Linked DNA regions of Sus scrofa: all the other regions are linked to region 2. A link is a contact called in public HiChIP or PLAC-seq and promoter capture Hi-C data. All regions are on one chromosome and are shown on one strand. The core of a region is the stretch at or near the end of the contact, and the rest is flanking DNA. Distances in the headings are between cores, read along the strand shown. Region 1 holds the start of FGF11 (fibroblast growth factor 11). Region 2 holds the start of FXR2 (fragile X mental retardation syndrome-related protein 2). Region 3 holds the start of PLSCR3 (phospholipid scramblase 3). Region 4 holds the start of EIF5A (eukaryotic translation initiation factor 5A-1). Region 5 holds the start of KCTD11 (BTB/POZ domain-containing protein KCTD11).

What was found. Promoter capture Hi-C pulls out the DNA fragments that hold promoters and counts their contacts. HiChIP or PLAC-seq counts read pairs in DNA pulled down with a chosen protein or histone mark.
Region 1: an H3K27ac HiChIP or PLAC-seq map of alveolar macrophages shows a contact between it and region 2. The contact joins the promoter of FGF11 here to the promoter of FXR2 in region 2. A contact is called at or near these places in 2 of 2 datasets of contacts at active chromatin or transcription factors (alveolar macrophages and skeletal muscle).
Region 3: an H3K27ac HiChIP or PLAC-seq map of alveolar macrophages shows a contact between it and region 2. The contact joins the promoter of PLSCR3 here to the promoter of FXR2 in region 2. A contact is called at or near these places in 1 of 47 Hi-C or Micro-C datasets (embryonic fibroblasts) and 2 of 2 datasets of contacts at active chromatin or transcription factors (alveolar macrophages and skeletal muscle).
Region 4: a contact with region 2 is called in a promoter capture Hi-C map of liver, with 4 times the contacts expected there. The contact joins the promoter of EIF5A here to the promoter of FXR2 in region 2. A contact is called at or near these places in 1 of 5 promoter capture datasets (liver), 3 of 47 Hi-C or Micro-C datasets (heart right ventricle, liver and skeletal muscle) and 2 of 2 datasets of contacts at active chromatin or transcription factors (alveolar macrophages and skeletal muscle).
Region 5: a contact with region 2 is called in an H3K27ac HiChIP or PLAC-seq map of alveolar macrophages. The contact joins the promoter of KCTD11 here to the promoter of FXR2 in region 2. A contact is called at or near these places in 1 of 47 Hi-C or Micro-C datasets (heart right ventricle) and 2 of 2 datasets of contacts at active chromatin or transcription factors (alveolar macrophages and skeletal muscle).

Annotation. Positions count from the first base shown.
Region 1 is chr12:52,740,751-52,745,942 of Sscrofa11.1, forward strand. FGF11 (fibroblast growth factor 11) reads left to right here and starts at 1,340. Exons shown (of 5, transcript XM_013981311.2): 1 at 1,340-2,897; 2 at 4,576-4,686; 3 at 4,906-5,009. The coding sequence starts at 2,705. TMEM102 (transmembrane protein 102) reads left to right here. Exons shown (of 9, transcript XM_021067827.1): 4 at 1-1,620; 5 at 1,890-1,979; 6 at 4,576-4,686; 7 at 4,906-5,009. The coding sequence ends at 572.
Region 2 is chr12:52,901,210-52,906,356 of Sscrofa11.1, forward strand. It overlaps FXR2 (fragile X mental retardation syndrome-related protein 2), which reads right to left and starts at 2,048. Exons shown (of 17, transcript XM_003131974.5): 1 at 1,827-2,048.
Region 3 is chr12:52,722,776-52,728,022 of Sscrofa11.1, forward strand. PLSCR3 (phospholipid scramblase 3) reads right to left here and starts at 1,795. Exons shown (of 7, transcript XM_021067824.1): 1 at 249-1,795. The coding sequence starts at 255.
Region 4 is chr12:52,657,208-52,661,772 of Sscrofa11.1, forward strand. EIF5A (eukaryotic translation initiation factor 5A-1) reads left to right here and starts at 1,833. Exons shown (of 6, transcript XM_021067817.1): 1 at 1,833-1,892.
Region 5 is chr12:52,694,698-52,699,701 of Sscrofa11.1, forward strand. KCTD11 (BTB/POZ domain-containing protein KCTD11) reads left to right here and starts at 3,458. Exons shown (of 1, transcript XM_003358250.5): 1 at 3,458-5,004. The coding sequence starts at 4,254. The coding sequence ends at 4,952. It overlaps ACAP1 (arf-GAP with coiled-coil, ANK repeat and PH domain-containing protein 1), which reads left to right. Exons shown (of 25, transcript XM_021067819.1): 19 at 90-184; 20 at 296-468; 21 at 1,009-1,181; 22 at 1,566-1,675; 23 at 1,765-1,875; 24 at 2,218-2,267; 25 at 2,588-4,049. The coding sequence ends at 2,688.

The sequences.
Region 1 (5,192 bases), core at 90-2,589, 160 kb before region 2:
CCGTGGCCGGCTGGCCCGAGGGGGCTCGGAGCCACTCGTGGGCCGGCCCGTTGGCCACGGAGTCGTCCTCCTTCTACCTGGTGCCCGGCGGCGGCGGCGGCGGCGGCACAGAGCGGCCAGAAGCCTCTGGCTGGCAGCTCTGCTTCGCCCGCCAGGAGCTGGCGCTCAAGGCGCGCATAGCCGAGCCGCTGCTGCAAGCGCACGCGGCAGCCCAGGCGCTGCTGCGCCCGCTGGTGGTCGGGACCCGGGCCGCAGCGCCCTACCTCCTGCGGACGTTGCTCTACTGGGCGTGCGAGCGGCTGCCCGCGCTCTATCTGGCGCGGCCCGAAAATGCGGGCGCCTGCTGCCTCGGGCTGCTGGATGAGCTGGGCCGGGTGCTCGAAGCCGGGACGCTGCCCCACTATTTTCTGAGTGGCCAAAAGCTCCGTGCAGGGGACGGCGCGGTTTCGCTGCTTGGGGCGTTGGCCCTGCTTCGCGGGGACCCTGCCCGGGCCCTGCGCGCCGCCGTGGAGGAGGCCAAGGCGGCGCGCAAGGGGGGCGGCTTAGCCGGCGTGGGAGGCGGGGCCCATTAAAGATGCTGCTCCAACTGGCCTGGAAAGTGCTTCTGTTGGCCAGCGGAATGTGGAGGGCACTGCTCTCCCCTCACCTGGGAGACAGGCTGAGCGCCCAGGTCCCAAAGAGCCCGTTCTAGAAGGCCTCCTCGTCGATTCCTCCCCATCCTCCCACCCTCCTCCTGGCACAGGTTCCATTCTGGCCTCTCCACTTTCCGGATCTGTGGCCAGCACCCCTCCTGCTCCCGTGCAGCCTTCGGGGCCGCCGTCTTCCCCCCCCCCCCCCCCCCAGTTCTTATGGTCTTTTCTCTTTGGAGTCAATATGGATGGGGGTGGGGGAAATTATTTGCTGACAAAACGTGGAAAAAAAGCGGTATGGAGACCAGGAGCTGACCAGTTTGAAAAGCGGAGTTGTTAAGGAGGCCAGATTTCACCCCAGGCTAGAACTCACCACCACTCCTATCTCTTCCGTTACTCCCCCCCCAACCCCGCCCTTTCCTCATCCAGCCGTCCTCCATCCCGTGTAGTAGGGTAGTAGGGTCCCTTTCTCCATTCTCCAGGCATCCGCCATTCCATCTGACGCCCAACCTCTCCCCCCATCCAGGGTTCCGTTCAGTGGAGTCGCCTTCTTGTCCCTCATCCTCTGAACCCCGAGACATGCGGCCTTGCCTCGGCTCCGCCTGCCTCTAAGGCCGTCCTCACTCTCAGCCACCAAGGAACCCCGGGGTTCCGCCCGCCCAGTTTCACCCCCCTCTTTCCCAGCGTCTCCGCCCCCTGCCCCGCCCCCGGGCCGGCTCTCCGAGGAGGGGGAGCTGCTGTCGCCGTCGCCGCCTCAGCTTCCCACAGCCGCTACCGCTGCCGCCGCTGCCGCCTCGCCGCTTGGTCCAGCCGCCAGGCCCAGTGCTCACTTCGCCCGACCAGGGCGCTCTGCGGAGACACCCTCACTCCTTCCTGGGGTCCGGGACGCCTAGCTGGGCGTGGGGGGAAGCTCCGCTTGCGGGGTACAGGGAGGGAGGAGCCTGGAACCGGAGCCAGCGCCAGCCGTCGCCGGATCGACAAGACAGGACAGGTTGAGGGGCGTCGGGGAAGGAAGAGGGGGTGTTATAGGCAGTCCCGGGGAGGACCAGGAAGCCCTGTCGCAGAAAGCTCCGATGCGCTCTTGACTTACAGGGGGTCTGCTCACATTTGGGGACCCGTGACAACGTGGGTGCACTCCTCTCTCGGGGGGCTGGTTGGATTGGAGGGCGTGGGATCTAAACAGCACCAGCTGTCCCCGAGGAAATTAAGGGGCTGCCAGAAAAAAAAGGAAAACCAAAAACCTATGCTCCTTATTCCGAGGTGACAGAGGGCCCTTCAGACAACCACCTGGTGTAACCACTAGGAAGGGCGGATTTGGAGGTGACTTCAAAAGGAGTGGAGGGTAACAAGGTGAGGAAAGGGGCTCAGCAGCTGGAACGCTGTGCCACTAGAAATGGGGGTGACTTGGTGAGAAATGGTTTTGTCCAGAGACAGGGCCTGGGAACCTCTTCACTGAACAGGGACAGTCTGGATATTTCCAGATATAGTTTTGGGGGATTCCAGTGGGGGGAAAAAAAGTGGGGGATTCTGCACTTCGTGGGTGGCAAAGGAAAAGACACCCGAGGTTGGGTTCTTCCCTGACATTGGCAGCACCCCAGCAGGAGTGAGGCGAGCTAATACCCCCCAAACTAAGGACCCACACACTTAAGATTGCAAGAGTGGATTTGGCTGGAGTGCAGGGCCTGAAACAGGGTGGGAAGGTGCCTGGGAATACTGAAACCGTAGCTTGGAAAATTTGAGGGTCTTGGCTTTGGGACAGGGGAAGTGGGGGACAGGGACACTGGAGATCAGGGAAAGGAGGAGTGTTCAGAAGGGGGACCAAAGTTGAGGGTGGGGTCCATTGAGAGGTGCAGAGGCTGCAAGGTCTGGCAGGCGGAGCTAGCGCCGGGCCCAAGGGTGGGAGCTGGTGCCAGGGGTGAGGGTCGTCTAGGGCTTATCCTCAGGTCCTCTGGGTGGGGCGGTGAGTCGGGACCGGAGCGTCAGGAGCATGTCCTGGTGAGCGAGCGGGCTTCTCTGGAGGAGCCCAGCGCGCTCCGGACGCCCGCCGGTTTGGGGGTGTCTTCTCCCGGGGCGCCATGGCGGCGCTGGCCAGTAGCCTGATCCGGCAGAAGCGGGAGGTCCGCGAGCCCGGGGGCAGCCGGCCCGTGTCGGCGCAGCGGCGCGTGTGTCCCCGCGGCACCAAGTCCCTTTGCCAGAAGCAGCTCCTCATCCTGCTGTCCAAGGTGCGACTGTGCGGGGGGCGGCCCGCGCGGCCGGACCGCGGCCCGGGTGAGTGGCTGGGGTGGGGTCTCCGGGCCTGGGGTCTCTCTGCCTGGGAGGTTGAGGCCAGGGACCCCGAAGAGCGGGGCCCGACTGAGGGGGGCTCCCGGAAAGTGAAAGGGGGTGGGCCAGGACCACAAAGTCTCGGCAAGACGATGCCGATGCCTCAGTTTCCCTTCTCTTCCCCCCGTAACCCCGAGTCTCCTTGTTTTCGAGGGCAGGGGGAGGGCTGGAGGGGCTAAGCCTGGCGCCCCGAAGCCTGGCAGCTCCGGCTGCCCCCCACCCCCAACAGAGGAGTCCCCACCCCCACCGTCCTCCGCCTACGTGCCGGCTCTCGCGATTCTTTCAATCCCGAGCGGAGGGGCCTGGGGGTTCCGGACGCCTGGGTCACCCCGAGGGTTTCTGCAGCTCGGGCAGCCCCGCCCCCGCCCCGGTTCTCCCGCTCCTCCGAGCCTTGGCTCGGTTCCTCCTGGCCGAGCTTGTCTGGCTGGGCGCCAATCTCCCCAGCTCTCCCCCGGGTGTCCTTGCAGCTACCTCGCCAGCCCGCCCCTCTGTGCGCCCTCCTCCCGTGACCTGCGCTTCGACAAGGGAGCCGGGCAACCCCCCATCACCGCCCCCCCCACGCGACTCCGAAATCGGGTCCCACGGGCTCAGGGGACCCTCTGCCGCGAGGAACTCAGACACAGTGCAGGCTGGAGACCCGCACGGAGATTGGGGGGTCGTACCACCTACAAGGGGGTACCGGGAAGTCGGCCGGGAGCAAGCACCGGGGAGGAGAGTTGCGAGGGTTAGCGTGTGGTCCCCGTCCAGGTGCGACAGGCAGGGAGTCCCTCTGGCCTCGCTCCCGCCCGCGGCCAGCTCCCTTAGGGGGAGCCCCTCGGGCCCTGCTCCCCCCACCGCCAGCCCTCCGCAGTGGTACGGTCCGCAGCCCACCCTCTGAGTGGGACCCGGCCCCCACGTGACTCAGCCTGCCTCGCCGGCATTCCGGCCCCCTCCCCCATTTCCTTGGTCTGGTACCCGGTGTCCCCCACCCCAGGCGGGTTACCTGGCTGAAGGGGAGAGGCTGAGCCTCAGGGAGGGCTGGGCCCCCCGCGAGCCAGCAGACTGACAGACAGACAGACAGACAGATGGGTCAGTGTCAGACAGGCCGGCGCTGGGCCAAGGCGAGGCCCGCGCCAAGCGAGCGGCAGCCGCAGCAGCAGCAGCAGCAGCAGGTGCTGAGTCAGCGTCAGGCCCAGTCCCACCCCCACTCCTGAGGGGGCGTCCCTACCCTGTGGTCACCTTACTGACCCCCACATTGGCAAACACACTGCCCCTTCAGCTGCCCTGCCTGTCTCCCGCTGTTCTCTGCCTTTGGATGTAGCTCTCCCCTTCCTCTTCCTTTCTCCCCTCCCCCACTTCTGGTTGAGCTGTAGAGTAAGAATTAAGCCTTTAAATAAATTTCAATACGTTAAACTGAAAGCTGGTGGTGAGAGGAAGCCAAAGGGACCCACACCCTAGCTTCCTCTGGAGTCAAAAGAGGAGAGAGAGGGAGGAGAGAGAGCTTGCTTGGCGAGTCAGCGAGCTGGGGCCCTGGGACCCTCTTCCTTCCCTCTGTGCTTTCTCGCTCTCCTCCGATCCCGCCAAGTGTAGGCATCTTTCTGGGAACAGAGATGTCATGTTCCAAGATGCATGTCTCTCCCTCCAGAGCCTCAGCTCAAAGGCATCGTCACCAAACTGTTCTGCCGCCAGGGGTTCTACCTCCAGGCGAATCCCGACGGGAGCATCCAGGGCACCCCAGAGGACACCAGCTCTTTCAGTAAGAAGGGAAGCCGGCTGCTGGGCGGGATGGGGGAGTGCGGGCCTGGCGATGCCAAATCCTATGCCTGCTTCAGGTTCTGTTCTTTTTAGTCCGGCTCTTCCCCCCCCTTCCCCCCCCCCCCCGCCCCAGGGGAGGAAGTGGAACTGGACCCGGAAGCGGGGCTCAGAGGGGGGCTGGGGGCCCCTAGGTACTGATGCCCACTCTCTCCACCCTCAGCCCACTTCAACTTGATCCCCGTGGGGCTCCGTGTGGTCACCATTCAGAGTGCCAAGCTGGGTCACTACATGGCCATGAATGCTGAGGGGCTTCTCTACAGCTCGGTGAGACAAGGAGGCTGAGTGGCCTGGGGTTTGGGGACCGTCCTAGCTACCGCCTTCTCAACGCCAGATACTTTGCAGCTCAGAGTTTCCACTCCCTCCAGCTCTTGCTGACGCCCTGTCCTCACTGCCTCCACCCGGGCATCTCCTCCAGGGTCCTTCCGGTTGGTTCCTTTTCTTGAACAG
Region 2 (5,147 bases), core at 798-3,297:
TGTACTCTATCAGAATCTGAAAGGAATTAAGAGACTTTGCCAAGGGAAACAAATGCAATAGAGGAAGGCTAGAAGAAAAAGTCCCATGAGTTAGGAAAGTATGTAGAAAAAAATGACAGAAGGGATCAGCTGGGAGCTTCCTTCTCCCATTTCAAGAGAGTAATGGAATAGGTAGTTCCTGGGATTACACAGGAATATAGAAATATTAGGATAAAAAAAGCAAGACTTAAATCGAGAGGATAAGATGGACTGTGGGTAACTAAAGGCACTGAAGAATATAAAGAAAAATGGTGAGGAAAGTAAGGCAGAAATAAACAGGCATTTGGACTCAGTTAAAAGATGACTACACTGAACTTACCAAGTGAAGCTGGGGCAGAAACTTTCTACTCCAAGGGCAAATATGAGACCCTTTCCAGTTATAACAAGATATGACTTCACAGGGAAGGAGCTGGAGAAAGTCATTTCCAAGGGCACAAAGCTGGAGACGTCTCTTATAGGAGGAAAAGCTTGGGGGAAATTGAAGGAAAGGGGGGCTCTTCTCCTCAAAAGTGATGTTACAAAAAGGTATCTCTGAGCTTGCTCCTCAGGGTAAAAGAAAGACTAAGACAGGAATCAGGAAAGTCTCTGGAACAATTGCAGGCATAAAGTCCAAAGAGGTTCAAAATAACAAGAGTAAGATCAGTCACATAAAGAAAAATGCCTGAGAGGCAATTGGGGTCTCCCTCTGGCTTAATCTAAGTGGGAAAACCCCTCCTACAAAAAAAAAAAAATGGATTCAGAACAGATAAAGAAGGCGATAATAAAAGGAGTTCTAAAAAACCAAATCCCAGGCAACGGAGGGAGCTGAAATAAGTAAACAATGATCTTTTAAAGATAGTCAGCTGCTCCTAAAAAAAAAAAAAAAAAAAAAAAAAAAGGAAAGAAAGAAAAAAAAAGGCTATCAGATTCCCAAATTGGGTGAGTTGGCTAAAAGTCTTCCAGAAGTGGAAAGAAATGCTTTAAATAAACAGAGAATCCTCATGAGAGCCCCTTTTAGAGATCAGGGCTATGAAGCTCACACTCCTTAGGATGAAACTATCCGAAGGATCTAAATGTATCCGAGGTCAAAGTGAGATGACAAACACAAAACCACCCCTAGGGAGAACGGTAGACCAGCTAATCTTGGAATAAAGGGGTGGGGTGAGAGACTTGTGAAAAGATGCCACCTTATGGCTACGAGGCAACTTGACTGGTACAGCCCAGAGTTCCTGAGGTCAAAGATACTAAATGTCATAAACAGATTCTGACCGTTTCTCCTTGGGTTGGGAACAGAAATATAAGATGAAAGTGGGGTGAGTCTTTCAGAGCCAGTAGGCAGAGGCCTCTCCGAGGAAGATGAAAGGATCTAATATGGGACGGCCTTCCCAAGGGGGCAATAGGGGAGAATAAAGAGAATTCTCCATGTGCTAGGACTGTGGGGAAGACGTGATGAAGATCTAAGGTATGTCTTCTACTAGGAGACAGGAAAAGTCAATGAGACGCTGGGTAAATGGGGTCTCTTCTGGGAGGTGGGGGGGGGGCGCTGATCTAAGCACAATTAATACCCTGATGTTCTTTCCTGAGATGCGGGTGAAGGCAGGCGGAATAGACGGGCCAAACATAAGACGAAGGGGTTTAAGTTCCAGAGGTCTCCCCCCCCACCACCCCGAGGGCTGCGGGTGGGAGCAGGTCTAAGGCTCTAAGGGTCGGGGCTTAGCTCCAGAACCTCAATGCCGCCCCACTCTTCCCCGCTCCGGCTGGAGAGAAGGGGCTGAAGACCCGCGTTCCTGGCCGGCGCGCCGCCTCACCTTGTAGAAGGCCCCGTTGGAGCCGCGCACCTCGACGGGCAGTCCCGGCTCCACATCCCCCCCGAGGCCAGGCCGCCCATGGCGCCGCCACCGCCTCCGACTCCCCCGGCGGCGGCTGCAGCAGCGCTCTGAGTACGGGCCGGGCCAGGTCCCCGGCGTCTCCCCGGAGGAGGAGCCGGAGGGGGAGCCGCGGGGGGCGGGAGCCGGGCCGGCCCCACGGCGGCCCTGCCACAGCCAACGAGCAGGGGGCCGGGGCCGGGCCGCTCCCCGTCCGCCGCCGCCGCCTTGGTCTCCGCCACCGTGAGGGAATCGGCCGCCGCCGCCGCTGCCTTCGTCACCTCAGCTTCCGCCCGCCGCCGCCCCCGCTGCTGCCTCAGTCCCGGGACCCGCTGCTGCCGCTGCCGCTCCACGGCCTCCACCTCCCCCTGCCGCCGCCGCCTACTGCGCAGGCGCACCGGGCACCCGCCCGCCGCGCGCGGGCCCCGAGGGCCACGGCGCAGGCGTCAAGGCTGGCGACCCAGCTCGCGCTCGCCAGCGCACCAGGGCTTCCACACTTCTTTTCACTCTCTCGCGCCCCCTCCTGGTCGCGTACTTGCGCTTGCGCAGAACCAGACTGGCTCTCTTTCTCCGTCCCCCCCACCATTCCACCGCCCCCATCTCTTCCTTTCCCCGCCCCACAACACTGAGAGCTAACCAATCATGGGGAGGGAGGGACCGAGCTCACTCAATCGGATTGGATTTCTGCTGCTCCAGGTCAGACCACACCCCCTTCACCACAGTGCACTCCACCGGGCTTGAACAAGTTAGGGATGGGCATGCGCCTGAATGATTGCTTGGTCACTTTCCCCACCTTTGTCTTTCTTGGTGCGCACGCTCCAAATGGGAAAAAAAAAAAAGTCGAAATGCCCCCCCAAAAAAGAGCCTGGTGCGCATGCGCCGGGTTTTACGGTCCACACGCCAGTCTGGACTCTTCTGATCGCCTGTAACTGTGCGATGAGGTTAAAGTCTTCTTGCCTTAAGAAGATTCTGATCATGCATATGATGAAAGGTTAGAAAAGAATTTCAAGGCAGTACCAAAAGGCAAATGCAACTTAGGTTATTAGCACAAGATTTGAATCTAAGTGTTGAGGATATTCAAAATAGGAAATATTAGTACAGAGAAAGGATGGTAGAGGGAAAACTTTGGATTCTTAAACCAAGGTAAGTAAGAAATTTAGGTAGAAGTGAATAAAATAGCCCAGAAACTAGAATCCTGTGTTGTACAATTAATCATTTAACAAATATTTATTTAGCCCTCCCTGTGTTCCAATTACTGTGTTAAGTGGTAAAGATACAAAGACATAACGTCCCCAAAACAAGGATTTTATAACATATTGAGGAAGAGGCAGGCAGTTAAACAAGTTTAAACAAACAAGCGCATGGAGTCCATCTGAAGATGTGATAAAGGAATACAGTGGTGCAGAGGAGCAGAAAGAACATGTCCTTTGGGGAACCACAACTAGTTCAGAGCGTTTGGCTACACCCTGAAGTACTTGTAAATCAGATTATGGAGAATAGCTCTCTTTTATCAAAACTGGGGAGCCACTGAAAGATCTTAAGCAGTAGTATAATATCCTAAGATTTAGGAGTTCCCATCGTGGCTCAGTGGTTAAGGAATCCGACTAGGAACCACGAGGATGAAGGTTCGATCCCTGGCCTCAATCAGTGGGTTAAGGATCTGGTGTTGCCATGAGCTGTGGTGTAGGTCACAGACTTGGCTCGGATCTGGCGTTGCTGTGGCTGTGGCGCAGGCCAGTGGCTACAGCTCTGATTAGACCCCTAGCCTGGGAACCTCTATATGCTGTAGGTGCGGCCCTGAAAAGACCAAAAAAAAAAAAAAAAAAAAGAGTGCCGGAGACAGTAACTAGGGTGGCAGAAATGGTAGATTATCAGCAGTGATTCTGATAAGGAGAGAATTAGAGGAAATCAGTGGGTTTGGACTCAAGCAATTCGAGTGACTGAATTTTTTTTAGAAATGGCAGCATCATCAACTTCCAAGCCTCTGGCTCCAACAGTCCTCTCAGATTTGACTTTTGCTCTTTTCCATCTGCTCTAGTCATTGTTCACTTAGGCCAACGATGGGAGTGGGAAAGGGGGAAAACAGCATTTCAGATGGAGGAATGGCATGTGCAAAGAGAAGAGTACAGTGTATTTGAGATACTGAAGAGTCTAACTTGGTCAGAACTGACTTGCCGAGGAAATATGGCTGGACTAATATTTTAGGTAATGGAAGTTTTCTTGTGGAGCAGTGGGTCAAGGATCTAGCACTGTCATGCAGTGGTTGGGTCACTGCTGTGGCACTGGTCCGATCCTTGGCCTGGGGACTTCCATGTGCCACAGATGCAGCCAAAAAAACAAAATTTCAGGAGTTCCCATCATGGTGAAGCAGAAACAAATCCAACTAGAAACCATGAGGTTGTGGGTTCTATCCCTGGCCTCGATCAGTGGGTTAAGGATCCGGTGTTGCTTGTGGTGTAGGTCACAGATGTTTCTTGAATTTGGCATTGCTGTGGCTGTGGTGTAGGCCGGCAGCTAAAGCTCGGATTGGACCCCTAGCCTGGGAACATCTATATGCCGTGGGTGCAGCCCTAAAAAGACAAAAAGACCAAAAAAAAAAAAAGCTTCAGACAGTAGAGGTGTGGGCCAGAGCCTGGAAGGACTGGCCAGAGGTTTGGATTTTGTTTTCTTCTTTCTTTTTTTTTTTTTGGTCTTTTGTCTTTTCAGGGCTGCACCCTGGGCATACAGAGGTTTCTAGGCTAGGGATCTAATCGGAGCTACAGCTGCCGGCCTACGCCACAGCCACAGCAACGCAGCATCCTTGACCCACTAAGCGAGGCCAGGGATTGAACCAGCAACCTCATGGCTCCTAGTTGGATTCGTTTCTGCTGCACCACGACGGGAACTCCAGTTTTCTTTTTTCTTTTTCTTTTTAGGGCCACACCCACGGAACTATGAAAGTTCCCAGGCTTGGAGTCGAATGGGAGCTACACTGCTGGCCTGTAGGTGGAATCGGAGCTACAGCTGCTGGCCCACAGCCACAGCAACTCAGGATCTGAGCCTACTGCAGCCTGCTGTAGCTCACAGCAACACCTCGCTCCTTAACCCACTGAGCAAGGCTAGGGATCCAACCCACATCCTCATGGATATTAGTCAGATTCATTTCCGCAGAGCCACAACGGGGAACTCCCCCAGAAGTTTGGATATGGTGCTAAGAGCAGTGGGAGCCTGGGAGCCATGATAGGATTTTCAGCTGGCTTGTGTTTAAAACGAGATTACTCCAGT
Region 3 (5,247 bases), core at 545-3,044, 180 kb before region 2:
TAGGTTAGAAGGGGCCTCCCCACCTCACCCCTCTACCCCTTAGCCCGCGGGCTGCCAGGCTGAGTGGAGGGAAATGTGGTGGCAAGAGACGGAGAAAGATGGGGCGGGGGAGCAGGGCGGCGGCTTCCTGGGAGGAAGGGAGGGGCCCCACACAGCCAGTCCGAGCACATTCCCGGAGGATGCGTCCGACACTGGGCTCCCAAGTCCGTGAGGGGATAACGGAGACCCTCAGCCTTGCACCCACTTACCTGCCATGGGAGACGGGGGAGGGTTCGCGGGATGTCGGTGTCCCGGAGGCTTAGTTCTAGAAGTGGAGGCAAGCTCGGAGACAGCCAGACAGACACAGAGACAGACACAAAGACGGACAGGCAAACGCGGAGAGGCAGCTGCGCCCACCGCCGGCCCAGGGTCTCCAGGGCGGCGCGTCTGACTCGGGGAGAAACCGAAAGTGTCAGCGGGCAGGGCGGAGGCCCTGGGACCCTGGTTTCCCTCAGGGGCCCCAGAACCGCCCCCTCCCTTTGTTCTCCCATTCTCCGCGGAGGCGGCTGTTGGCAGACGGCAGGCAGATGGGCCCGCGGTCAGACCGACGGCCCGACCTCGAGGGAGGTCTCCGGACCCCTCAGCGCCCCCAGCTCACCTGAAGCCCCTAGAACAGCCGGGGCGCCCAGCGCTCGGCGGCTCGGGGAGCTAGGGGAGGCGGGCCCGGGAACTGGCTCCGCCCCCGCCCCTACCAGACCCCGCCCCTCCCGGCCTGAGCGACACGCCTGCGCAGAAAGAGTGCCGGCTCTCCTGCGGGGCCTCGGTCCCCAGGCCCCTGGCTCCGCGGCTTGGCGAGCGTCCCCGCCACTTCCGCTCGATGCAGAAGCCCAGAGAGAAGCTCGCCTGGGAGGGCAGCTGGGTGAGACCTAGCTCTGCGACCCTTGCCAGGTCCGCGGGCGCAGAGTCCTCAGTGCCCCTTGGTGGGAACGAGGGCGGCTTGCGCGGCGCTGGACCCTAGGCTCCTCCTCCCGAGGGCGGTTCGGGCCTCGCTGACGCAGCGGAACACCCTGAACACTCATCCGTTGGCTCCTAGGACCGGCTCCTGGCTCCCCTTCTGCCTCCCTGGGACTACCTCGTCAGTCTCCTCTCCCTGACGCAGCAGTGACCCCCAAAGACACCTTGAAATTACAGCACTTCCTTCAGGCGCCCCCAGCCACTCGGGGGACAGGCCACCGGACTGTCAGTAATGATGTAAAATGAGGCTCAGCGGGAGCAGAGGAGGCAGCGCTGTCAGCAGGGAAGGCTTCCCCCAAGAAGAGTCGCATCCTTCGCTTGCTCTGGGTCCTGAGCCCAGGCCCGCAGGTGTGAGGAAGTTCTGCGCCTCAGGGCGCTATAGGCTGAGTGACAGGAGATGAGTTTAGAGAGGGAGTCCGGCCCACGGGCCCAGAAGGCCTTGTGCGAGCTGGGATTTGGCCCCAAAGGCAGCAGGGAGCCCACTGAAGGATTTTCAGATGGAGGGAGAAAGTCGAATGTTTTAGAAAGCCATTTAAACACACGAGAGGCACCCAGTGTGGGTTGTAGTAGTCTGGGGAGAGGATGGCTGTGATAGTGTGGGTGGACAAAAGTGGCAGATTTTAGAGATATTTAGATAATAATATAGAAGTTTTTGAGGAGATGAGATGTGGAGGTGAGGAGTTCAGGATGACCTCATGTGTCTGGTGACCAGTAGATGGAGGTCTCATCCGTCAAGATGATCATGGGGAGGGAGTTCCCGTGGTGGCTCAGGAGGTTAAGAACCCAGCTGGTATCCATGAGGACTTAGGTTTGATCCCTGGCCTCACTCAATGGGTTAAGGATCCGACATTGCCTGATTGTGGTGGTGTAGGTCACAGGCTCAGCCTGGATCCCACATTGTTGAGGCCATGGAGTTGGCCCGCAGCTGTAACTCAGATTCAACCCCTAGCCTGGGAACGTCTGTACACCACAGGTGCGGCCCTTAGGAAAAAAAAAAAAAAGGAAGGAAAGAAAGGGAGTTCCCATCGTGGCACAGTGGAAACGAATCCAACTAGGAGCCATGAGGTTTCAGGTTTGATCCCTGGCCTCGCTCACTGGGTTAAGGATCTGCTGTTGCCATGAGCTGTGGTGTAGTTCACAGATGCTACTCCGATCCTGGGTTGCTGTGGCTGTGGCGTAGGGCGGCGGCTACAGCTCTGATTGGACCCCTAGCCTGGGAACCTCCCTATGCCGCAGATGCGGCCCTAAAAAGACAAAAAGATGAACATAGGGAGAAGCAGATTTGGTGGTTCCTTTTCCCCATGTCCATGTTCTGGGCTGGTCCAACAGCTTCAGTCATCATCTGCATCACACTCAAGTGCCTCGCCTCTCCCCTGGTACCCTTCATTGCCTCATATTCTAGCCAGCCCCAACTATGCAGCAGCCTCCACCAAAATGTACAAACACATAGAAATTCCATTATTCAACAGAGATTAAGTGAGCACCAACTATATTTCAGACAGCATTTAAGGTGATAGGAAAATATAGCAGTTTTTCAAAAAATTAAAATTTCTAATCTTAGAGAAGAGACAGATAATGTACCTTAGATACATCTAAAGTCAGACAGTGACAGGTTCTATAAAGAAAAATGGAGCAGGTAAGAAAGATAGAGAATGGTGGACAGGAGTTGCAATTTTCTTTGGCCACCACACTCATGGCATGCGGAAGTTCCTGGGTCAGGGATTGAACCTGAGCCACAGCAGTGACAATGCTGGATCCTTAACTGCTAGGCCACTAGGGAACTCTCTCTCTCTCTCTTTTTTTTTTTTTTTTTTTTGGTCTTTTTGTTGTTTTAAGGCCACACCTGCAGCATATGGATGTTCCCAGGCTAGGGATCTCTCTCTCTCTTTTTTTTTTTTTTTTTTTTTTTTTTGTCTTTTTGCCATTTCTTGGTCCGCTCCCACAGTATATGGAGGTTCCTAGGCTAGGGGTCGAATGGGAGCTGTAGCCGCCAGACTACACCAGAGCCACAACAATGTGGGATCCAAGCCGAGTCTGTGACCTACACCACAGCTCACAGCAACACTGGATCCTCAACCCACTGAGCAAGGCTGGGGATCAAACCTGCAACCTCATGGTTCCTAGTCGGATTCGTTAACCACTGAGCCACGACAGGAACTCTGCCAGCCTAGGGGTTTAATCAGAGCTGTAGCTGCCGGCCTACACCACAGCCACAGCAACTCGGAATCCATAACCCACTGATTGAGGCCAAGGATCGAACCCGAGTCCTCATGGATGCTAGTTGGGTTTGCTAACCACTGAGCCACGACGGGAACTCCAGGAGTTGTAGTTTTAAAGGATGGACTAGGGAGTTCCCATTGTGGCTCAATGGAAATGAACCTGACTAGTATCCATGAGGATATGGGTTTGATCCCGGCCTCCATCAGTGGGTTAAGGATCCAGCATTGCCATGAGTTGCAGTGTAGTTCGCAGACTTGGCTTGGATCCTGTGTTGCTGTGCTGTGGTGTAGGTCGGCTGCTGTGGCTCTGATTAGACCCCTGGCCTGGGGACCTCCATATGCCTCAGGAGAGGCACTAAAAAAAAAATTAAAAATAAATAAACAAATAAAATAGATGGACTAGGAAGTCATCACCAAGAAGGTGATGGTTGAGCAAAGACGTAAAGGAAGCCAAGGATTAAGCCAGGCGAACTTGTAGGCGAAGAGTGTTTGAGGCAGAGGGAACAAGGGCAAAGGCCCTGAAGTAGGAGTGTGCCTTGTTTGTTCACTGACCCTAAAGGCCAGTGGCTGGAATGGAATGAAGGAGGAGGGGAGAGGTCACGGGAGGCCAGATCACATACGGCCTGTAGACCATCGCCTTATATTCTGGGTGAAATGGAAAGTGCTGGAGGGTTTGGCAAGAGAAGTGACCTGAGATTTACAAGCTGAAACAGTGGTCCCTAACCCTGGGCACAAGTTTGAACCATCTGGGCTGCCTTAAAGTACCTCTGGGAGTACCCGTCGTGGCTCAGTGGTTAACGAATCTGACTAGCATCCATGAGGATGCAGATTTGATCCCTGGCCTCGCTCAGGGGGTTAAGGATCTGGTGTTGCCATGAGCTGTGCTCTAGTCGGATTCATTTTCACTGTGCCACAATGGGAACTCCTCCCCAGAAGATTTTAAATTGCAGCTAAGGCTGAGGATGACCGTGTTAGAAGGCTCTCTTTCTAGCTGCTTGTCCAGCATAGGCTGTGGGTAGGCAAGGACAGATGGAAGTTCTTGCAAAAAGCTAGATGAGGAGTTCCCACCGTGGCTCAGGGTTAAGGAATCTGACTAGAAACTATGAGGTTGCAGGTTCAATCCCTGGCCTTGCTCAGTGGGTTAAGGATCCGGCATTGCCGTGATCTGTGGTATAGGTCACAGATGCAGCTTGGATCCCGCGTTGTTGTGGCTGTGGTGTAGGCAGCTACAGCTCCAATTAGACCCTTAGCCTGGGAATCTCCATATGCCGTGGGTGCGGCCCTAGAAAAGCCAAAAAAAAAAAAAAAGCTGACGAGATATGTCGTGGTGTCGACCAGAGCGCCAGAGTGGGAGCAAGGGAAGTGGTGAGAAAGGGCCAGTTTCCGAACATGTTTTTGAGCCAACAGCGCTAGATGATGGCTTGGAAATGGGATGTGAGGAAAGGGAAAGTCAAAGGTGACTCAGCCTTGGCCCAGGAAGCCCTTCACTCTTGTTGTTTGGTCATTTCCTGCCTGTCTACTCCATCCTGAGCTGCAGGCACGCCTGTTCTCCTTTGACTTGTTAACTGTATGATCTTGTCCTTTTTTTCTGGTGAACTATGCCTGCTGAAAACCCAGAAAATGAGCTGAAGCCTTACCAGTCCCCAAAGGCAAAATAAGCCCACTTCAGTATCTACTTGTAACACCTAATGCATTGCATTTTCTTTTTCTTTTTTTCTTTGGTCGTCTTTTAGGACAGTACCCGCAGCATATGGAAGTTCCTAGGCAAGGGATCGAATCGGAGCTGTTGCCGCTGGCCTACACCACAGCCACAGCAACACTGGACCTCAGCCGTGCCTTCAAACTACACCACAGCTCACGGCACACCGGATCCTTAACCCAGTGAGGCCAGGAACTGAACCTGTGTCCTCATGGATACTAGTTGCTTTGTTACCCCTGAGCATGATGGGAACTTATATCAAATTACTTTTAAAAGCGTTTATCTTCATTGCTGAAATCTGAGTTTCTTGCTGTGTATAAGAAAGGAAGAGCTTAG
Region 4 (4,565 bases), core at 583-3,082, 240 kb before region 2:
ACTGTCATCTTGTATTTTTTTGAAGTTTTATTGAAGTTATTCTCTAAGTCTTTGTTTGTTTGGTTTGGTTTGGTTTGGCAGCGCCCCCAGCATGCAAAAGTTCCCAAGCGACAGCAGCGGCAACGTGTGCCAACTGCTAGGTCACCAGGGAACTCTGTGACTGATGTTCACCCATGTTGCAGCGTGTACCCAATACTTCATTCCTTTTTAGTGTGGAATAATATTTCATTGCATGGATGTACCATATTTTATTTATCCCTTCATCAGCTGATGGACATTTAAGTAGTTTATACTTGTTGCTGCTTATGAATAATGCTGCTTTGAACATGTGTGTGCAAGAATTTATAAACGGAGATGAAATTCACATAACATAAAACCATTTTTAAATAAACGATTCAGTGGTATTTAGTGCATTCACACGTTGTGCAACCACCACGTTTAATTCCAAAACATTTCATGACTCTAAAATAAAACCCCATGACCTCTGAACAGTTACTTCCCATTCCCCTTATCTCCAACATCTGGTGACCACCAATCTGCTATTTTTTTTTTTTTTTTTTCCCTTTTTGGCTGCATCCGCGGCATGTGGAAGTTCCCTGGCCAAGGATCCAACTCACGCCACAGCAGCGACCTGAGTCCCTACAGGGACGGTGCCGCATCTTTAACTCACTTTATCGCAAGAGAAGCCCCCAGTCTGCTTTTTGTTTCTATGTACTTACCTACTCTGAATATCTCTTATCAATGAAAGCATAAAGCATGTGACCTTTTTTGGCTTCTTAGCAAAATGTTTTCAAAGTTCATCGAGCTGGAGCATGCATTAACACTTCATTCCTTTTGGCGATTCATAGTCCATTACACACACATGCCACAATTTACTCATTCATCTGTTGACGGATGTTTGGGTTGTTTCCACCTTTAAAAAGTTTTTGACAAAAAAATTAATTAATTTAAAAAAAACACAATTTTTTTTAGGGCCACTCCTGGCATATCGAAATTCCCAGGCTAGGGGTCCGATGGGAGCTGCAGCTGCCAGCCTACACCACAGCCACACCAACATGGGATCACAGTCACATCTACCACCTACACTGTGGCTTGCAGCAATGCAGGATCCTTAACCCACTGTGTGAAGCCAGGGATCCAACCTGCATTCTCTCGCGGATACTAGTAGGTTCTTAACCGGCCGAGCCACAATGGGAATGAACCCCTTTGTTTCCACGTTTTGACCACCATGAATAGTGCGGCTGTAAACATTAGCGTGCAAGGATGTGAATACCTGTTTTTAATTTTGGAGGGAGGTAGATACCTAGGACTGGAATTGTTGGGTCATGTAATACATCTTTGACAAGAGCAGAAATTGGACTTTTAAACAATACTCTCAGGAAGACTGTTGTTGTTGTTTTCTCTCTCTCAAAGCAAATGCCATAAAACACAGAAAACTGAGTAGGAAGAGCTGGGGGTGATGATATTATATGCTACATAAATGTATTCATTCAAACGAGTGTTTGCAGTTTCCATCTAGCAGGTCACATCTCAAACAAAACAACCAGATTCCAAGCCCAGCTTAGTTGCTTGTCTTGTTACACAATTCTGTTGTCCACTTAGCTTACTGAAGCAATGAAGGCATACAGGTAGTGCTGAAAATCCTGGAACTGGAGAGGTAAGATTATAACCTTTCAGGAAAAGCAGCAGCTTTTTTCCCTAGAACGAGGGCCAGGTAAACTCATTCCGAGGGAGAGCATGTTTCTGGCTTCGCGGACACCTCCTAGGACTTAAAGAACGTCAGTGAAATCTGATACCCCACTCTTCATTACAGTGAACTTTTTCTAGGTTTGCTTGTAGACGACTGCTCTGGAGACGGCGGAGACTAGGTGGAGGAAAAAGAGAAATACCGTGTAAGTCTCTACATCTTAGGAATCAGAAGTAGAAAGGCCTCTGTGGAAACTACTGGGACCAACACGGACCAGGGTTTTAAACAAGATGGTGGCTGAGGGCAGGACCGCTCTATCTTCCCGCGCGAAACTCTATGGCAGAGCAGAAGCGCAGTTTAGAGAAGTGAAGCTGAGAAGGGTGGTAACCCGACCAGCACTAGCGCGCTAGGGCGGCTGGAATCGAAAGGGCTCTGCCGCGCATGTGCGGAACCGTGGGGGATGGGCTCAGAGACAAGGGGCCCACCCCACAGCACAAGTTTTCTGAAACGTGTGAGTCTTTTAAGACCAGCTAAAGCCGAAGTGGGGCGTTTCCTAAGACGCATGCGTTCTAGACAGAACCAGCAATACAGTGGCGTGGTCTTTTCAACGCCTGGCGTACAGACGACGTCTGAGGTGGAAGGGGCGGTCAGGATTCCCAACACGCATGCGCTTTGAGGCCGAGGCGTTTCCTTCAGAGGGTGTGGAGTGCGGGGCTCCTTACTGCGCAAGCGCAAGGACTGTCCGGTAGAGCTGGTGGTCTAACCCGGGGAGGGGAGAGGAGGTGGAAGGGCTTAAAAAACCGGGTGCGCCTGCGCGTTGTCTACCGGTGGGACGAGCTCAGGATTTGTGAGGGGCGGGGTCACGTATGCGCGTCATTGGATGGGTAGGTAGGAGGGAGGGTGGAGATCGGGGAGGGTCTGTGCGCTTGCGCAGTGCGGGGGTGGAGGGCGGAGGAGATAGGTAGCACGCTTGCGCGGCTGTCACAGGGCTGCTTGGTTGGTCAGTGGGGAGTCGGCGCCTGCGTACTAAGACCCGTGTGCAGCAGCAGCGGCGGCGGCGGTAGAGGCGGCGGCGGCGGCGGCGGCGGCAGCGGGCTCGGAGGCAGCGGTTGGGCTCGCGGCGAGCGGACGGGGTCGAGTCAGTGCGTTCGCGCGAGGTGAGAGCGAGCAGGGCGCGCGTGCGCGGAACCTTGGTTTGGGCCTGGGAGTAGAGATGGAACTGCGCGAGTGTCGGGGAGGGGGCAGAGGGGAGCGGCGGCCACCGCCGCACGGGGTTCGGTCGGGCAGCAGCGCGAGGTGCGGAGAGGCTCGGGCGCGCGCCCCGGTTGGCGCGCGGGGTGACGGTTGGGGCTGGCCGGGTGACGTTGGAGCGACGCAGGGCGGGGGACGGCGAGCCGCGAGGCCGCCACGCGGGAGAGGCCGCCGGGCGGCCACGCTGGGACGAGGGCCGGGGACCAGATCGGCCCGCCGGGGCAAGGGTACCTGGGCCGTTTAGAACCGGGAGCCGCGCGGCCACGTGAGGTGGGGGAGGGGGCTATTCGGTGAGAGGGCATGTGGGGGGGTTGGCGGCCAGCGAGGGGAGGGGAGGCGGCGTGGCTCCGGCCTGGCGCGGCCTTTGAGGAGGGGGCGCCCGCAGCACCGGAAGTGCCCCCACGGCAGCCTGCCCTCGGGGTCGGAGGCCGCATGGCCGAACGTGGACGGGGGCCGCATGGCAGCGCGGGGACCCCTCCCCCCAGGTCCCCGCCACCGGAAGCCCCGGGCGGCCACATGGTGGGCGGGAGCCGGCAACCCCCCGCGCGGGGAGAGCTAGTCCTCGCGGGCGCTTAAGGGGGCTTGGAATTTTGAGGAGTGCGAGTAGCCCGTGGCCCGGATCCTGATCACTCCGGAGAGCCGTCTGCGGGCATATGTTAGTGTTCTCTCCCCTCATGGGCCCCTGGGGCTTTTCCCCCATATCCTCCTGTGAAGCGAGGTGGCCAGCCAGGTGTAAGTGGCACTCTTCCGTGCTGGGAGGCCAACGAAATGGGGAAACTGAGAGCAGTTGGACGGGAGCCCAACTCTTCTCGGTCATGCCGACAACGGCTTAAAGTCCTGGGCAGATGAGTTACTCTGTGTGATAGGTGCTCTTCACCTTGTCACTGTCGTTCTCGTTGGGTCTGATTTGGGAGTTCCCGGCTTTAGAGTCCATAACTTTCCTAGCTTAGTATAATTTATTCTACTTTCTAACTACTACCAGCCTTTTGCTTTCATTTTATTGTCATTCACCACTCTTCACTCCCCCACTTTCTACTGACTGTACAGGCCCGGCCTGAAAAGCCGACAGGACTGATGCATCCTGGGAAAAGTGGGAGGGCCCTCGCGAAGAGGCTGGGTTCCTGGGTTCCCTTTGGGAAACCAGAGGTGTTTGGCAGGGAGATCTGTTAGAAAACAACTTTACTTTCTTCCCCTCGGCTGCATCTGCAAATGCATGTTGGAGAGGCGGGAATCCCCCAAAGAGGCCTTGTGGTTTCCTGTACCAATGACTGGCTCGTGTGTGGATAGGGTGGGGGGGGTGTAACAGAGACGGGTGGGGCTCCCTGTCCTCCGGTCTCCACCCCCCTCCCCTCCATTAGCCCCGCCCTTTTGCTGGCTCATAGCTGCTCACCTAATTATAGCCCTGGTTCTGTGTGGGGAAGAGGGGTGGTTGGTTTCACTGGCAAGTTACACCTGAGTCCTCCCCGTACTAGGAGGCAGGCCTTTGCCCATCTCAGAGATTTGGCATCCTAACGTCCTGGAGGTCTCCTATCCCAAGCCGCCCCTTTAGCTTTCATTTGCTGTGGGGATCCTGCTGATCTTCCGCCTGCATATACACACTAGTTCTGAGGTATTTTTGATCCCCGTC
Region 5 (5,004 bases), core at 2,208-4,707, 210 kb before region 2:
GAGGGGGGGCGGCCCGAGGGCAGGGCTGCAGGCGCTCACCCGCACCCTCTCTGTCTGTCTGTCTCGGCCTCCGCCTGGACCGCCTGAAGCTCATGTGCGAGCTGGGCAACGTGGTCATGAACCAGATCTACGAGGCCCGCGTGGAGGCCATGGCAGTGAAGAAGCCCGGGCCCAGCTGCTCCCGGTGAGGCTGGGGTAGCGGCTGGGGTGCCCTCCTGCGGTGGGGGGCGGGGGGAGGGCCTGGGATGGGAGGAGGGGACACTGTCCCCTTCTCCCCCCACTCCTTCCCTGACAGGCAAGAGAAGGAGGCCTGGATTCACGCCAAATACGTGGAGAAGAAGTTCCTGACCAAGCTTCCTGAGATTCGGGGGCGAAGAGGTGGCCGGGGGCCCCCAAGAGGGCAGCCCCCCGTGCCCCCAAAGCCGGGGAACATCAGGCCCCGGCCGGGGAGCTTCAGATCCAAGCCAGGTATAGGGGTGGTTGGGCTGGGCAGTCAGCGAGCGCCTGCTGTGTGCTTGGCGAGCTGGGACGCACAGGCTGAGGCCCAGGCCTTCCGCCTGAGAACAGGGGTGGGGAGGCCCACAGCAGCCCTGGTTTTACCAGGCAAGCGTTTCAGGGATTACTGTGGAGAATGAGAAGCACCGAGGGGGGGGCTGGGGGGGCTGGGCGTAGGCAGGGAGGGCTGTGCAGGGTGTCGAGTCAGGAGAAAGCTGGGAGGAGGGTGTGGGATTAGCGGGAACAGAGGGAGCCGGAGAGCCGAGGCCGGCCGTCAGCTCCCCGGACATCCCAGCCGGTCAGGGTGGTTGGACAGGAAGAGGGGAAGGAGGCTGTCTCTCCCGTGCACCCCAGGGGACCTGCCCACAAACACTCACACACACCCCTGTCACCTCCCGCCACAACCTCCAGCCCAGAAGGCCTCCCCAGAGTTGAGAAGTGACCTGTCCTATGACAGCATTCGGGGACTGCTGAGGGCTTTCTTCCCAGATTCAAGGCTGGTTCCCCTCACAGAGCCACCCTCTGAGGACCTGGGCAGCCTGCACCCTGGGGCCCTGCTCTTTCGAGCTGCTGGGCATCCTCCGTCCCTTCCCACCATGGCTGATGCCCTCGCCCACGGAGCCGATGTCAACTGGGTCAACGCGAGTCAGGAGAATGCCACCCCGCTGATCCAGGCCACAGCTGCTGTGAGAGTCTCGCCCACCTCCCCACCCCTCCTCCCCTCCCCTCCGCCTGACCCTGGTCCCCGCCCCTGCCCCTCTTGCCATCCCATAGGGGCTATAACCAATAGAGACTGGTTGCAAAGAGTGTGAGATTTGGAGGCCGACAAACCCGAGTTTGAATCCAGACTCCTACCATTTGCAGTTAGGAACCTCCCTGTGGCTCAGCTTCCTCATCTGTAAAATGAAGATAACATAGCTCATGAAGTCCTTCCATGAATCTAATGGACGAACACACGTAAAGAGCTAGAGCAGAGCCTGCCCTTCCCATCCCCGGCCTCTGAACGGACCCCACTCTAACCGATGCTCACATGTGCCTCTCAAAATGCCCCTCTCTGCTTCTCTCTGCAGAATTCTCTTCTGGCCTGTGAGTTTCTCCTCCAGAACGGGGCAAGTGTGAACCAAGCGGACAACCAGGGCCGGGGCCCGCTTCACCACGCAACCATTCTTGGCCACACCGGGTAGGGGGGGCAAGGATGACGGACGGCCTTGGGGCGGGGAAGGCCCCAGACGGGGCGAGGCGCTGGCTGAATGTGGCCGTCTCGTCCAGGCTGGCCTGCCTGTTCCTGAAACGTGGGGCTGATCTGGGAGCTCGAGACTCTGAAGGCAGAGACCCCCTGACCATCGCCGTGGAAAAAGCCAACGCTGACATCGTCACTCTGTGAGGACGCCTGGAGAGGCGGGGCTCGTGCTTGCACCCTCCCCTGGAGGCGGGGCTGAGGCGGAGACCCCCGCCTGCCGGGCGGGGCCCGGGAGGGGCGGGGCCAGCTCCTGGACCAGGCAGAGAAAGGATGCTCCAGGGATGGACTGAGGCTTGGAGAAGGAGGGAGGGCAGGGTCCGAGGAAGGGGACTTTATTCTGAGAGAGGCAACGTTCGTTAATATTGTCGTTAGGCATCTTTTCAACAAAACAGATGAATGAAACTCCCAACTCAAAAGATAGGAAGTTGGGGGGGTAGGTTGTTAAGAGAATGTCATTCATTCCTTAATTCCCTTCCCTACAGGCTCCGACTGGCAAAGATGAGAGAGGCCGATGCGGCCCAGGGCCAGGCTGGTAAAGTACCCCCCACCCCCGCCCCCACACGACACTGTAACTCTGGGCTTCTGGTCGCTGGTGACCTGTCCCCAACCCCCTGTGCTCAGCTTCTTTGGTTAATTACATTATTTAGTCAACAGATATGGATGGGGCACATCCTACGCGCCAGGTCCTTGAAACAGAGCAAAGAATAGGCGAGGGCGCTGCCCTGACAGCGCAGATGTCCCCTCCACCCACGCTGGAAGCGCGTGCTCTTACCAGGCCGGGCTGTCCCCATTGTGCGCTTCAGTGCTAGCGCCCAGCCACCCGGCGTCCCAGCCCTTCCTCCCTCCCCTCAGGAGATGAGACGTATCTCGACATCTTCCGAGACTTCTCCCTCATGGCATCTGACGACCCCGAGAAGCTGAGGCGGCGCAGTCATGACCTCCACACGCTATGATCTCAGACCGTCGAGGGCCCCGCACCGGCTACTCCTCCCCTCCGCCCCTTCGCCATTAAATCCTCTGTGCCTTGCTCTTCAAAGTTCATTTACTGGGCAGCCCCTTCAGGCTGGCAAGGAGTTGGGCGTTGCGTCTCTTGGGGTGCAGGAGCGGCTGGGAGTTTGCGAGCTTGAGTCACACGAGGGGCGGAGGGGCGAACAAGGGGAACAAGAAGAGGGAGCTTCGGCCTCAGTCTGAGAGTCGCGCGGGGCACGTAGGCTCAGGCGACGTGGCCAGACCCATCCGGGTGGGGAGAAGCCGCTCGCGTGGGCTGGGCCCGGCCTTCCCTTGGGGGTGCTGGCATATGGCTGGGATGGCGAGGCTGGCTCAGGCCACCCCGGCCCAGGCCCGGAGGCATCCCTGGAATGCGGCGGCTCAGCACCCGCCCCCTCGGGAATTCCCTGCGGAGCGACTGGGAAGGAACTGGTCCCCAGCCCCCGACGGCCAGGCTTCGGTTTCCGGAGCGGCGAGATAGGAGGGGCCGGCTCCAGCCTAGATGCAGACGTGAGGTCTAGCACACCTGGGGGCCGGCGGGGCCGTCGCAGCCACATCCGGAACGACGCGCCTGAGTCACCCGCAGGACCCCACCCCCGCTAGCGTCCGCCTAGCCAGCCCGTCCGCCCCGTCTCTCCGGTTCGCCGCTCTCGGCTCCCACCACCACCCAAGCCGCGCTCGCCCGGCGGGGGCGGGGGGCGGGGCGCCCAGGGGGCGGGGCTGCCTCTTAAAGGGCCCCCGGCCGCTGCCCTTAGGCCACTTCCTGGGGGCGGAGAGGACTTCAGCGGCTGCGACGACACTGGGGGAAGGCGGCGGCGCCCGGTCTCGAGACTCCCGGCTGCTTCCATCGGAGTCCTTGGACACTGCCAGCTCGGACTGAGCGTGCATCCTCGCTCCCCAGCGGACACAGAGGAGCCTCCGGTGTCGGCTCCGGTCAGCCCCTCCTCCATCTCCTGGAACCCGCGCCGGAGCCAGGCCAGGCCCGGCCTCCGACTGGCTCCCGGAGCTCTGCATCGACTCGCCCGGAGCGACAGCGCTCTGCCCCAGAGCTCAGAAACCTGACCCTTCAAAGAGTCGGCCTTGTGCTCGCCACCGTCACCTGCTGGTTGGATTTCGGAAACCCACTGTCTGAAGACCACATAGAGGAATCGCTGACCCCCGGAATCGGACCTAAATCTCTCGTCCCTCTCTGGCTTCCCTCTGCTGTTTTTATCCGTTCTCCCAATCTTTCCGGAATTTCTGTGCCCAGAACCCTCCCCCACCACAGTAGCTGGAGTGAGCCCCACATCTTGCTGCCTTGTACTCCAATTTGTGCCTCCGACCCAGAGACTGCCTGAACTTTACGCCCCAGTTCTGCACACACCCAGGAAGTTCCGCCTTTTCTTCTCTTTCGGTGTCCCCAGTACTCCTCAAAATTTCCCCTCCTCCTGTGCCCTCTCCGCCCCCCGCCTTTGGGGGCCCTGTGACCCTGAATGTGGGGGGCACGCTATATTCCACCACTTTGGAGACGCTGACTCGATTCCCAGACTCCATGCTGGGGGCCATGTTTAGGGCCGGTACCCCCATGACCCCCAACCTCAGTCCCCAGGGAGGTGGCCACTACTTCATCGACCGAGATGGCAAGGCCTTCCGGCACATCCTCAACTTTCTGCGGCTGGGCCGCCTGGACTTGCCCCGTGGATATGGGGAGACGGCGCTTCTCCGGGCAGAGGCTGACTTTTACCAGATCCGGCCTCTCCTGGATGCCTTGCGGGAACTAGAGGCATCTCGGGGGACCCCGGCACCCACAGCCGCCCTGCTCCACGCAGATGTAGAAAGCAGCCCCCGCCTGGTGCACTTCTCCGCTCGCCGGGGCCCGCACCACTATGAGCTGAGCTCTGTCCAGGTGGACACCTTCCGGGCCAACCTCTTCTGCACCGACCCCGAGTGTCTGGGTGCCATGCGGGCCCGATTTGGTGTGGCCAATGACGACAGGGCGGAGGGAGGCCCACACTTTCGTCTGGAGTGGGCCCCCCGCCCCTCGGAACTCCCGGAAGTGGAGTACCAGAGACTGGGGCTGCAGCCCCTGTGGACTGGGGGGCCAGGAGAGCCACGGGAGGTGGTGGGCACCCCGAGCTTCCTGGAGGAGGTGCTGCGGGTGGCCCTGGAGCACGGCTTCCGTCTCGACTCCGTCTTCCCTGACCCCGAAGATCTGCTCAACTCCCGATCTCTGCGCTTCGTTCGGCACTAAGAACTGAACTGGGAACGCTGCCCTCCGTTTGACCGGGGCGGGGGGGAAGGGG